Regions from separate parts of the Mus musculus genome. Here region 2 is linked to region 1. A link is a contact called in public HiChIP or PLAC-seq data. All regions are on one chromosome and are shown on one strand. The core of a region is the stretch at or near the end of the contact, and the rest is flanking DNA. Distances in the headings are between cores, read along the strand shown.

Region 1 (5,009 bases), core at 1,795-4,294:
AGACCGTCTAGGTGGGTTTGATTTCTTGAGAACCTTAATAGATCTAACAAAACCATAGTCATTGACAAAATACTGAAGGTATAAAACCAAAGCTTTGGGCAAGCACAGTTCCAATATGCATATTTTTATTTCTTTTAATTTTCCTTTCTCTATGAGTGCATTTCTGTTCCTTATACCAGAATTATTTGATCAAGATACACCTTAACTATTGATAAGAAATGCTAAGTGATTGATTGGCCATAGTTATTATTCTTCATTGTAAAGCTTGCCCAAACTATTGGCTTCCCTTTGATACTGCCTTGTTTTAAGTGGTTGCATTAAAGCGATTTGATATCTCTGTCCAATTTTTCCGTGCAGAAATAAACTTGGTAGCATTTTTATTGCATTTCAGTGCTGAGCATTTAAATCCTTTTGCAACTGCAGTTAGTCTGATCCTCTGAGAAACAAGTGCAAATTGCTTTGTAAATCAACAACCAAAGAATCAATAGCAATGATGTTCTTTAAAAGAATTCCAGATGAGTAGTCCCTATAAAACGCCGTCATTACACTCAAACATTCAAAAGCAAGTATCTTTAAAATGAAGGAAATCATAAAACATTGTCTCAAAGATTATGTGGCAGTGATTAAAAGCCCGAACAGGATTTGAGAAGTGAAAATTTGTTCTGAGAACAGTTCTAGTGTAGCATAACGGGAACATGAGAATGAAGCTTTTCCTTTTCAGGTCATGGTTATTGGCTTAAAACTTGATGCAAACAAAAATTACCAGAGTGATGATTGCCAAGATGGTTTAAATCCAACATATCTGCTCTTAGTATTATTCTCTTGGAAACCTCCCAGAACGAGAGACCAACAACAGGTCATTTAATCCAATTACTAATTTCATGCCCGAGTCACTTCTACAGCTCTAAAACAAGGGGAGCTCCTGGCATTGTGGCTAATGAAAGCGAGCCATCTAGCACACCCTGTATAAGAAATCTATGATGTTAAAAAAAAAAAAAAAAAACAAAAAAAAAAAACAAAAAAAAAAAAACCATGTTGGAGAACGATACTTAAAAATGTGGTTCCTTGCTTCCTCTGTTTTTGAGAAAGGTGTTGAACATCCACAGACTAATAATTGTCCCTATACTTGGTTTTCCTCCACCTCTAAGCATTTGCTTGTACATAACTGCTCAAAATAAAGAATATTTTCCCCAAATTTCTCCATTGTAGCATTTAATTGCTATTGCTGTGCAACAAACTACCAAAATTTCAAGGCTAACACATACCTCCTCCTGTTTTTAAGGGTTCACCAACTCCATGGATCAGAACTTTGGTCAGGCACCTACCAGAGGGCTAGAGTGACTTCTAAATGCACCACTGGCCAAAGCAGTCACAATCCCCCTTGCGTTGCACTCCGGGCTTAGGAATGGTAAAGTTGTTCTGTGGAAGAGCACATGGGCTGGGAGGTACCATTACTCACTTTCAGAAAATAAAATGTATGTGGTCAGAAGTTGTAGCCAAAAGAAAAGATGAGTGTTTGCTGCCGGAAGGAGGCTCCTTTCTCTTCCCCACTTTCCTGTTAGCTGACTTAGAGGAAATGACTGGAGGTGGAGGAGCCACAAAGCCAGAATTACACAGCAATGAGCTTGAATGAGCGAGGATTCTTGATCGACATTGAGGACCGCAACGATAAAATCCCATCTTAACTAGTATTCTTTGCATTTTCTGCTGAGCAGTAGGGAGAAACATGATAGAAATACATCTTAGATTATTGGATCTGCAAAACATTTCGGTAGAGAACTTGACTAATACTGTGTTCCATATGGCCTCATGTGAAGACCACATTTTTCTGAGTTTATTTCTTATACACCACACAATTACAATTTAGAAGTATGTTATTTTAAAAAAAACACACACCAGTATTATTATTATGAGGTTAAGAAACTGAACTTGAGAAATGAATTCCCTTATGAAAAAAAAAGATAAATAAACATTGTAAACAAATGGGTAAGAAGCAATTTTTAAAAAATAAAACGAAATGATATTTTTGATTTCTAGGTTTTGGGTTTCGTGAGTCACATATTTTCCTTATGTGTGGGCAGAAAGGTAAGTGAGAACAACTAAGGAAATAAAATAAAACTCAATAAATAAATAAAACTTAAGAATAAAATAAAACTCAAGTGAGTTTGCACTTGGACTGCTTTACAATGAAATGGGCATCGTAGAAAATAAAGTATGCATATTTATACAGCGTTTAATTTGGCAAAAGATAAATTTTTCTGTTTCAAAATTCTCAGAATAGGCTCGTTTTAAAGACAAGGGTTTTCTTTAAAAAGCACAAATGTGTAGTTCTCTTTTCCTTTTTATTGCTATATTCAAATTTTGGAGATTTAATTGAAGTGACGCAAAGTGTCAGGAAAGGTTTTAAAAATAAGCAACAAGAGGCTAATCAGGTAACACACCCTTAGTTGTCTGTCCAGCTGCCCTGACTACCCTGTATCCTGTCTTGAAGGATCAACTAACTTTGTTAAGTGCTACACAATAAATGCGGCCTTTGTCTCAGTAACCAGTAGGAAATGTACTAAGCAGAGTGTGGCAGAGCATCTGTAAGGCAAACCATCACAGCCACGAGGCTAAAAGGCGGAATTAAAGAAAATTTTGTGACAGACAAGTGGCAGCATCTCTTTTATCCAGAAGAGAACCAGTAGGGCTGTGCGACTAACAAAAGACACCACGCACGTTTCTCTTGGGGTTGGATTCTAGGAAAAGGAAAAGCCACCAAGGTGGAGGCTGAAGTTTCAGCAGGAATTGCGCCGCACCAACTCTGCGTGGGACAGGGAGAAAGGTGCGTGGGATTCGCTCAGGGAGCTCAGGTGGAGCGCGCGGCCTCAGCCCCACGCCCCAGGCTCAGGCTGCCTCCACCCTGGGGCCACTTGAGAGGCGGCAGTGCTCCCGCCCGCCGGGTTGCCATGGTTTCCGGGGATCACGTGGGCGCGCGGGCGGAGGCGGGGCGCCGGGCGGGGGGCGGCGCAGCGGCGGCGGGAGCAGGAGCGGGAGGAGCTGGAGATGCTGCCAACCCTCCCCGGGCTGTGCTCGCTCTGCTGCTGCCGCCGCACGGAGCAGCCTCGCCGGGGGCCCAGTGCGCCGCGCTCGCAGCCGGTAGCGCCCGGGGCGCTCGCTCGGGAGCCGCGCAGCCCGAGACCGGACCGCGGATAGGGGGCGAGGGCGGCGTCCAGGCGCCTCGGCGTGCACGGGCAGGATGAGCATCGAGATCCCCGCGGGGCTCACGGAGCTGCTGCAGGGCTTCACGGTGGAGGTGCTGAGGCACCAGCCCGCCGACCTGCTGGAGTTCGCGCTGCAGCACTTCACGCGGCTGCAGCAGGAGAACGAGCGCAAGGGCGCCGCGCGCTTCGGCCATGAGGGCAGGACCTGGGGGGACGCGGGCGCAGCCGCCGGGGGCGGCATCCCCAGTAAGGGTGTCAACTTCGCCGAGGAGCCCATGCGCTCCGACTCCGAGAACGGCGAGGAGGAGGAGGCCGCGGAAGCAGGGGCGTTCAACGGTGAGGACCGGCCCCCTCGCGCCCTGAGCCCCGGCCGCCGCGTCCGCCTCACTCTCGAACCCCGCCTCGCTCTTGAACCCCGGGCTGAGCTCCCCACCTTCCCCGTGCTCTCCACCTTCCCATTACGCCCACCCCCTCAGCACCCATTTCGGTCGCTCCCACTCGCCCACCTTCCTACTCAGCTCTCTTGTCATGCCCTCCCTTTCTCTGGAGGTGGGGAAAGGAGAGGTTGCGCTCCCGCTGCCCCTCTGTCACCTCTCTTTCCGGGGCGATTTAGGGTGGGCATCTTGCTGGATCGTTAACTTTCCCGTGGTTGGAGATGTCTCAGGCTCCGGGAGTACCATTGTGCATGAAGGGCGCTTGGCGGCCTCTTTTCAGCCCTTTAGATTTATTAATGGAGTGTTCTGGGAGAAAGGGCGAAGCATGTAGGACTCAGTGAGAAGAGTGTGAAATCGGACTCGCTGAGGTAAAACAAATTAACGATAATAGCTGTGACATTCTTGGAATACGAATAATTTATTTTCCAGTTTTTCCAATACCATGTGGTGGCGATATTTTTGGACATATAACAAAGGAGCATATTTAGCCTGATACCTAGGGGGTCTTTGGCATGAGGAAATAGGCCAATGATTTTCTTTCTTTAAAAAAAAAGATACAAAACATATATTGAATGATTTTGATGTTCTTTTTAAAGTGTGTGGAAAAAAAAATAACACCATGGGAAGTTCTAAGAGCTTTGTCAGTTGTCTTAATGAAAAGCCAGCCAGCATCTAAGGACCACGCCAGACACTGAAGCTAGAGAGAATGAATGGGAGAGAAAGGGATTGTTTTAAATAGCTGCTTTTGGCGAGTCCCACCCCTTATGCTTCCCACCTCTCCCTGACACACCAGACACACATGCGTGTTTACACAATATGACCAAACCCCAGGTTTTGCAGGAGCCCGGGCTGAAATGCCGTGGTGTGCAAATGGACAAGTATTTTCCTTGGTGGTGTGAGGCGAGCATGCATGCAGCTTTTATTTGTTGATGCTGCTGGTGTGGGATTTGTGTGTCCACAATGCCTTTCACACAGTGAAAACACTAAAGGGCCATTCACTTCATTTCCCTTACGCCCTCCTCCCAGGAAGATTTTCATTCCTTTGTAGAATTAATTATATGTTGAATGGGTTATAAAATTAATGCATTCTTAGCTTGTTTAAAACACACAAACCCTGGATGTTAGTGCTCTGTGAATGTGAAAGATTGCTATTTAGATTTTTAATTTGGGACATTTGGGTGCTTTGAGAATAGGGTAATCATAGTTTTAATTGTTCCCACACCAAATCAGATGCTTGTCTCACTAGGAAGGGGAACTAGACAGCATCTTACACAGATGGTATAGAAAGGACAGTGACGTCTAATACTTGTATGCACACACATTTGTGCACATGCTATGTGTCTGTGGCATGGGGATGCAAGCGCAGGCAAGC
Region 2 (5,009 bases), core at 761-3,260, 1.1 Mb before region 1:
AATCGGCAATTCTTGGTGTGAGTCCGCAAGTCCCAACTTTCCAAGCAGGTCTCATCCACCTCTGCGGGCAACACCCCCTTTCACCAGTGGACTAGGCTGCAGACTCGAATGGCTTTTCTCCACTCGCCGCGGATGAGAAAATGCTCCTACTGTCAAGTTACGTCTGAACTTTTTTGACAACCCCCATCAATTCCTCTGGCCCCTCCATGACTCCTTCCCACCACCAATTTCGGCCAGTTCTCCATACAAGACTCCAGATAGTGCATCACAATTCAAACGAACCCATCCTTTCTTTAAGCACAAAGTAGGTCCTCCAGTGTGGCTCCATTTGAAGCCAGAGGCCAGAGTGACCAATGGCAGGCTTGCAAACAAGGATCACTGATTTACAACAACCAAAGGTGTATGGTGTGCCCAGGCCTGACATAATGGCTTCACTCACATGCCAGATCTGGGGTCATTGTCTGTTCAATGTGTCCCCTTTCAGGTATCATATTTTCATGCTGGGAAGCACAGATTTGTGGGGGGAGGGGTCAGAGTGCAGGCCAAAGATCTGCACATATTGATAACCCCTAACCCTGGTCACTGCCTACAGTCTGTGACCGTGACCAGCAACAAGTAACAAAATGCTACTTGCAGCCAAGGCTTGCCATGTGCAACGGTTTTCAGTGAGAGTGGAGAAGCTGCCGGAATGACCGACCATGTGGGGTTCATTAAAACTTGTGAATTTACATACAAGGGAGGCTGGAATGCTTGTGAAGGGAGCCCCATGCCTCCTCACTCAGGGATTTCAAACCCCACCACCACCATTGGCCAATGGTGCTCCAAGGAGAATGGCAGAGACCAATGTGGACTCCAGCGGAGTGCAGTAAACTTCTGCCTTCCACAGCCTCCCCCACACTGAAAGACCCCCCCCCCAAGTTGTATTTATACTTCGAAGAAGGAAGTTAACAGTGAAGCAGTAGTCACCTGGGCGTGCTCAATTTCTGACAAGCCTTAGTCACTCTGTACCCAACAGAACAATTCACATTATATTCCAAAGCCTGTGAAGACTCTGCCACACAAGCTAACACTAACATGCCAAGAGCTCCACTTACCTTCTTTATTAAGCCTCATAACCTCCCTGCTTTTGCCACCCTCTTTTCCAGCCTCTTCTAAATCTACATCTGCAGATGAAAAAGAAAAGGAAAAAAGAAAATGAGGAAAAAAGGGGGGATGCCAAAGTCAAGGGGGGAGGGAGAGTGTTTATTGACAAACAGATCGATCTAAATACTGTATCTGAAAATCTTGCAAAATTTGACAATGCAACATTTTCTCCCGAGTCTGGCTTTCCATCTACCTGGCCCAGATAGGTACCCCCAAAAAAGGAAAGGAAAAAAAAAACTATGCAAGCAGCAACAGAGTCGCCTTTTAAACAGACACCACCGTGGGGCTGCGAAAGCCCACCCCGCAGGCTGCCTGCCCCGGAGAGCCAGGCACAGACAGACAGACAGCTTTGCTGGCAGCCGGGCCTCTCTGTGCTCTGATGGTCTGTGTCTGTGTGTATTTATTTAGAGAGAGAGAGAGAAGCATGGAGGACGCCGGGGGCCACTCTCTCTCACACACACACTTTTTCCCAGTGGCTCTAGGTGAATGGAAAGGTTACAGGATAATAAAAGGAGGTACAGGCGGTGGGGTTCTTACTGTCGGAGCAGTGTAATTTGGCGGCGTCGATCCAGGAGGACCAGGGTTTGCCCAGAAACGCCTCCGGACTGGGCACTTTGCGGTGCAGTGTCGCCATTGCTGTTCCTTCTTGTTGCTTTTTCCCTGTTCCTTCGGCAGCAGCAGCCGAGAGACACGGGATTCGAGAACGCTCCGACGTCATCTTCGGAACGTTCCGACATTGAGTGTTCTGAGAGGGGGAGGAGGGCGGCGGAGGAGGCGGGAGGCGGGGCGCGCTCGGCCCTGCCCGGCCCTGCTGTGCTGCGTGCAGCCGCTGGGGGCGCCAGAGAGGCGCCGTGTGCGCGGGGCTCGGGAGAGCGCGGAGTCCGGCAGGCTGAGAGCAGAGCCTGAGTGCGCCGCCGGTTCAGCCGGGCAGGGTCGCCTCGCGCCAGGATGCTGCGCCCCGCCGCCCTGTCCAGCCAGCAACCCTGGCGCGACCCCGGGAAGAAGCACAGGTTCTTTCGTCCAGTCGCCGCTGGAGGACCGAAAGTTTTGCTCGCTGCAAGTCTCTTCCTCCCAGAGTCCCAGTCACCCACCATGCGACGTCCCAGAAGGATCCCGGAGGCTTAGTGGGAACGAAATCGGCTGTTTTGCACCCCTCCATCCTTATCCCTCAGGGTAGAGCAGGGACTCTAGAGAGTACACCTCCCAGCTACCATCCACTTCACCCTGTCTCCTCTCTCGGTGAGCCTTGGAATCCGGTCTCTTCGCAGATGCCTTCAGGAGTCAGAAGCAAAGGGGAAATGGACATAACTCCGAGAAACCGGTGAGTGGGGGCAAGGGGAGTGATCATCCCATCCTTGGTTTCATAGCAGGCAAAATTCCAAAATCATTTTGTCTCTGGCGTTCCCGGGGATCTGTGCGATGGTTGTGTGTCCCAGCTGGTAGAGCCACTGCGGAGACTTTGCTCCGCGCACACCAGAGACTGAGCGAGCTCAAGGCTCTTGGGTGATGCTAAGCCCCTCCCTCAGACCCAGCACTTGCACAGAGCAAGCAGGTTGGCCAGAGGACTTCGCATCACCGGAGAACCTGACTGCCAGGTGTGTAGACGCGTGGCGCTTTGAGATGTCTCTTCTGACCCTAGGGGCTGGTAAATGAGACCTTAACCTTCTGTTACCTCTTTAGAATTGTTTGCTTACTAGGAATTCCCTAAACTGTAAAGACACCCTTACCCCCGTAATCAATAACTTTTCTATTTGTGAAGCATCCTTCCATTCTTACCACTGCTGTCCCCGGGAGCCCTTCTGCTCCACACTGAAGCGTTGCTTAATTCTGGGCTGTATTCTGGTGGGGCTGGAATGTCCTGGCACTCAGCACCATGAACCTCAAAACCTGCATTAGGATGGGGGCGGGGAAGGAACCTCTGGAGGCTTGTTTTCAGCTGTGATGTGTGTGCGCGAGTGGGCCTGCCTCTATGGGACATGGATAATTCTCAGGTTTGGATGAATTGCTACCTAACTAAGGTGCCAGTGGGTAAGGAATTACCTTACTTTAAATACTTGTGGTTTGGGAAATATTTCTCAGACCTTGACATCTTAGATGAGCCAGGCGCTGTACCTGACATTACTTCACCCATGCATCTTTTTAAATAACATTGTTTCTCATGGACCGGTTGCCCAGGGTCAGAGAGAGAGGGAGATCCATCCTGGTCTTCACAGAGCTGCAGCTGGAGAACGATCATGCTTAGCTCTTCAGGGAAGCTAGGCATGTGTACAGTGACCCCAGACCAGTGTGGCAAGGGTATGGACTTTCACGGCAGGGCCAGTTCCTTGGCGGAAGTTGAAATGAGCTAAGAGTGTTCAGAAAAAATGTGTCACCAAGAAAACGGAATCTGCTCTGCATATTAGAAATTGGGAAGATCTTATAGTAAGCTGAGGTCTGGTCTTGCCTAGAAAAGGGGACCATGCAGAACCTTGGGTGAATGTAAGCATATGTGGGTCGATGGTGTGGCTTAGCTGTGTAACGTCTTGTGTCCTACTAGGACCATCATTGGGAGCTAGCTGGAGGCAGCTAGGAAAAAACCAACATGTTCCATTCAAACATGTCCCCAAAATTGCTTAATAGACTTCGACTTAAATGAATCCATCTATCCCATCTGCCACTCTTGCTAAATTTCTCTGAGCATCTCAATTTGTGAGGACTTTGCTACCTACACCATTCGTTTTTCTCTAAGATTTCTCAGCACCTGGAAGGCAAGTGTACCACCCACCTTGCTGGTTGGACCATGTTGTTTATTTTTCCTACCTCACTTCTGGTGATAGATTAGAAACAGGACTAACATCAGAAATCCTCCTCGCCACCTAGGAATACCAGTTGGAGGGATTTCAGCTCTTTGTTAATGGATAGCACTAGAGCCCAGCCATGAATGAGCCGGGCATGATGAACAGACTCTTTTTGATAAGTAGAACTGAAGGAACCCAGGACATTTGCATTCTGGCAGGGCAGGGCAACCTCCATGGGAATGTGTCCTCTGCTTTCCAGTCCCCTTGCTCCTGGCAGAGTCAACAGACTCCTGTCTCCTAGGATGTGCAAAAGAGTTCTGTACTCCCTGTGGCTCGGACTTAGTGGATCCTGCTCTGTTCCTAACCACTGTCACTTGCCAGGGCCACCATAGGAGCAATGGTAGCCCTTTCTTACCCCTTAGCTCACCTGGGAAGAAGTTGAAAACTGATGTACGCGTACTCACTGAAACAAAGCCAGCCCTCATTGCTTAATGTAGTTGGGGGAGGGGAGCTTGAGGGAGCGTGGGATAGTGTGAGCATGTGATTCAATGTCCCGAATCCTACTGAACCTCAGCTTTCTTGATCCGTTGAATGGTCACCCAAAGCTGCTGTTCTCTTTAAGTTAATGTATTAGGGGAAATTCAGGGTGCTGAGCCCTGCAGATAAATAAGGCCTGATACATAGTGAGTCATAAGACATGTTTGTCATGATTCTCTCTCTCTCTCTCTCTCTCTCTCTCTCTCTCTCTCTCTCTCTCCCTCCCTCCCTCCCTCCCTCCCTCCCTCTCTCTCTCCCCCTCCCTCACTTGCTCTCAGTAGTTGCATTGGTTTTGGTTTTGGTTGCTTGTTTCTGTTTTGTTTTGTTTTGTTTTGAAATGGGGTATCACACTATAGCCCAGGATGGCCTCAAACTCACTGTGACCTCACAGCAATCTTCCCGCCTCGGCCTCCCATGTCTGAGGCCTGTTTCTTTAGTCAGGATGCATGAGATGCTGGGATTAGCAGCTGGCAGTTGGAAAGAGGCCAGCTCTCTGACGTGATTGCTTCCAGAAGAAACTCTGAGACTTCTGTCCCAGACATTACTGTCTGG

The links. HiChIP or PLAC-seq counts read pairs in DNA pulled down with a chosen protein or histone mark.
Region 2: a FOXA1 HiChIP or PLAC-seq map of pancreatic cancer cells shows a contact between it and region 1. The contact joins the promoter of F730043M19Rik here to the promoter of Prkar2b in region 1. A contact is called at or near these places in 2 of 39 promoter capture datasets (hippocampal neurons and liver) and 1 of 115 datasets of contacts at active chromatin or transcription factors (pancreatic cancer cells).

What each region holds. Positions count from the first base shown.
Region 1 is chr12:32,059,312-32,064,320 of GRCm38.p6, reverse strand. Prkar2b (protein kinase, cAMP dependent regulatory, type II beta) reads left to right here and starts at 3,044. Exons shown (of 11, transcript NM_011158.4): 1 at 3,044-3,539. The coding sequence starts at 3,239. It overlaps Gm51992 (a long non-coding RNA gene), which reads left to right. Exons shown (of 3, transcript XR_003950224.1): 1 at 1-11; 2 at 1,283-1,408; 3 at 2,038-2,102.
Region 2 is chr12:33,144,587-33,149,595 of GRCm38.p6, reverse strand. F730043M19Rik (RIKEN cDNA F730043M19 gene) reads left to right here and starts at 2,010. Exons shown (of 6, transcript NR_015602.3): 1 at 2,010-2,464. Atxn7l1 (ataxin 7-like 1) reads right to left here and starts at 2,625. Exons shown (of 11, transcript NM_001374022.1): 1 at 1,681-2,625; 2 at 1,095-1,163. The coding sequence starts at 1,861.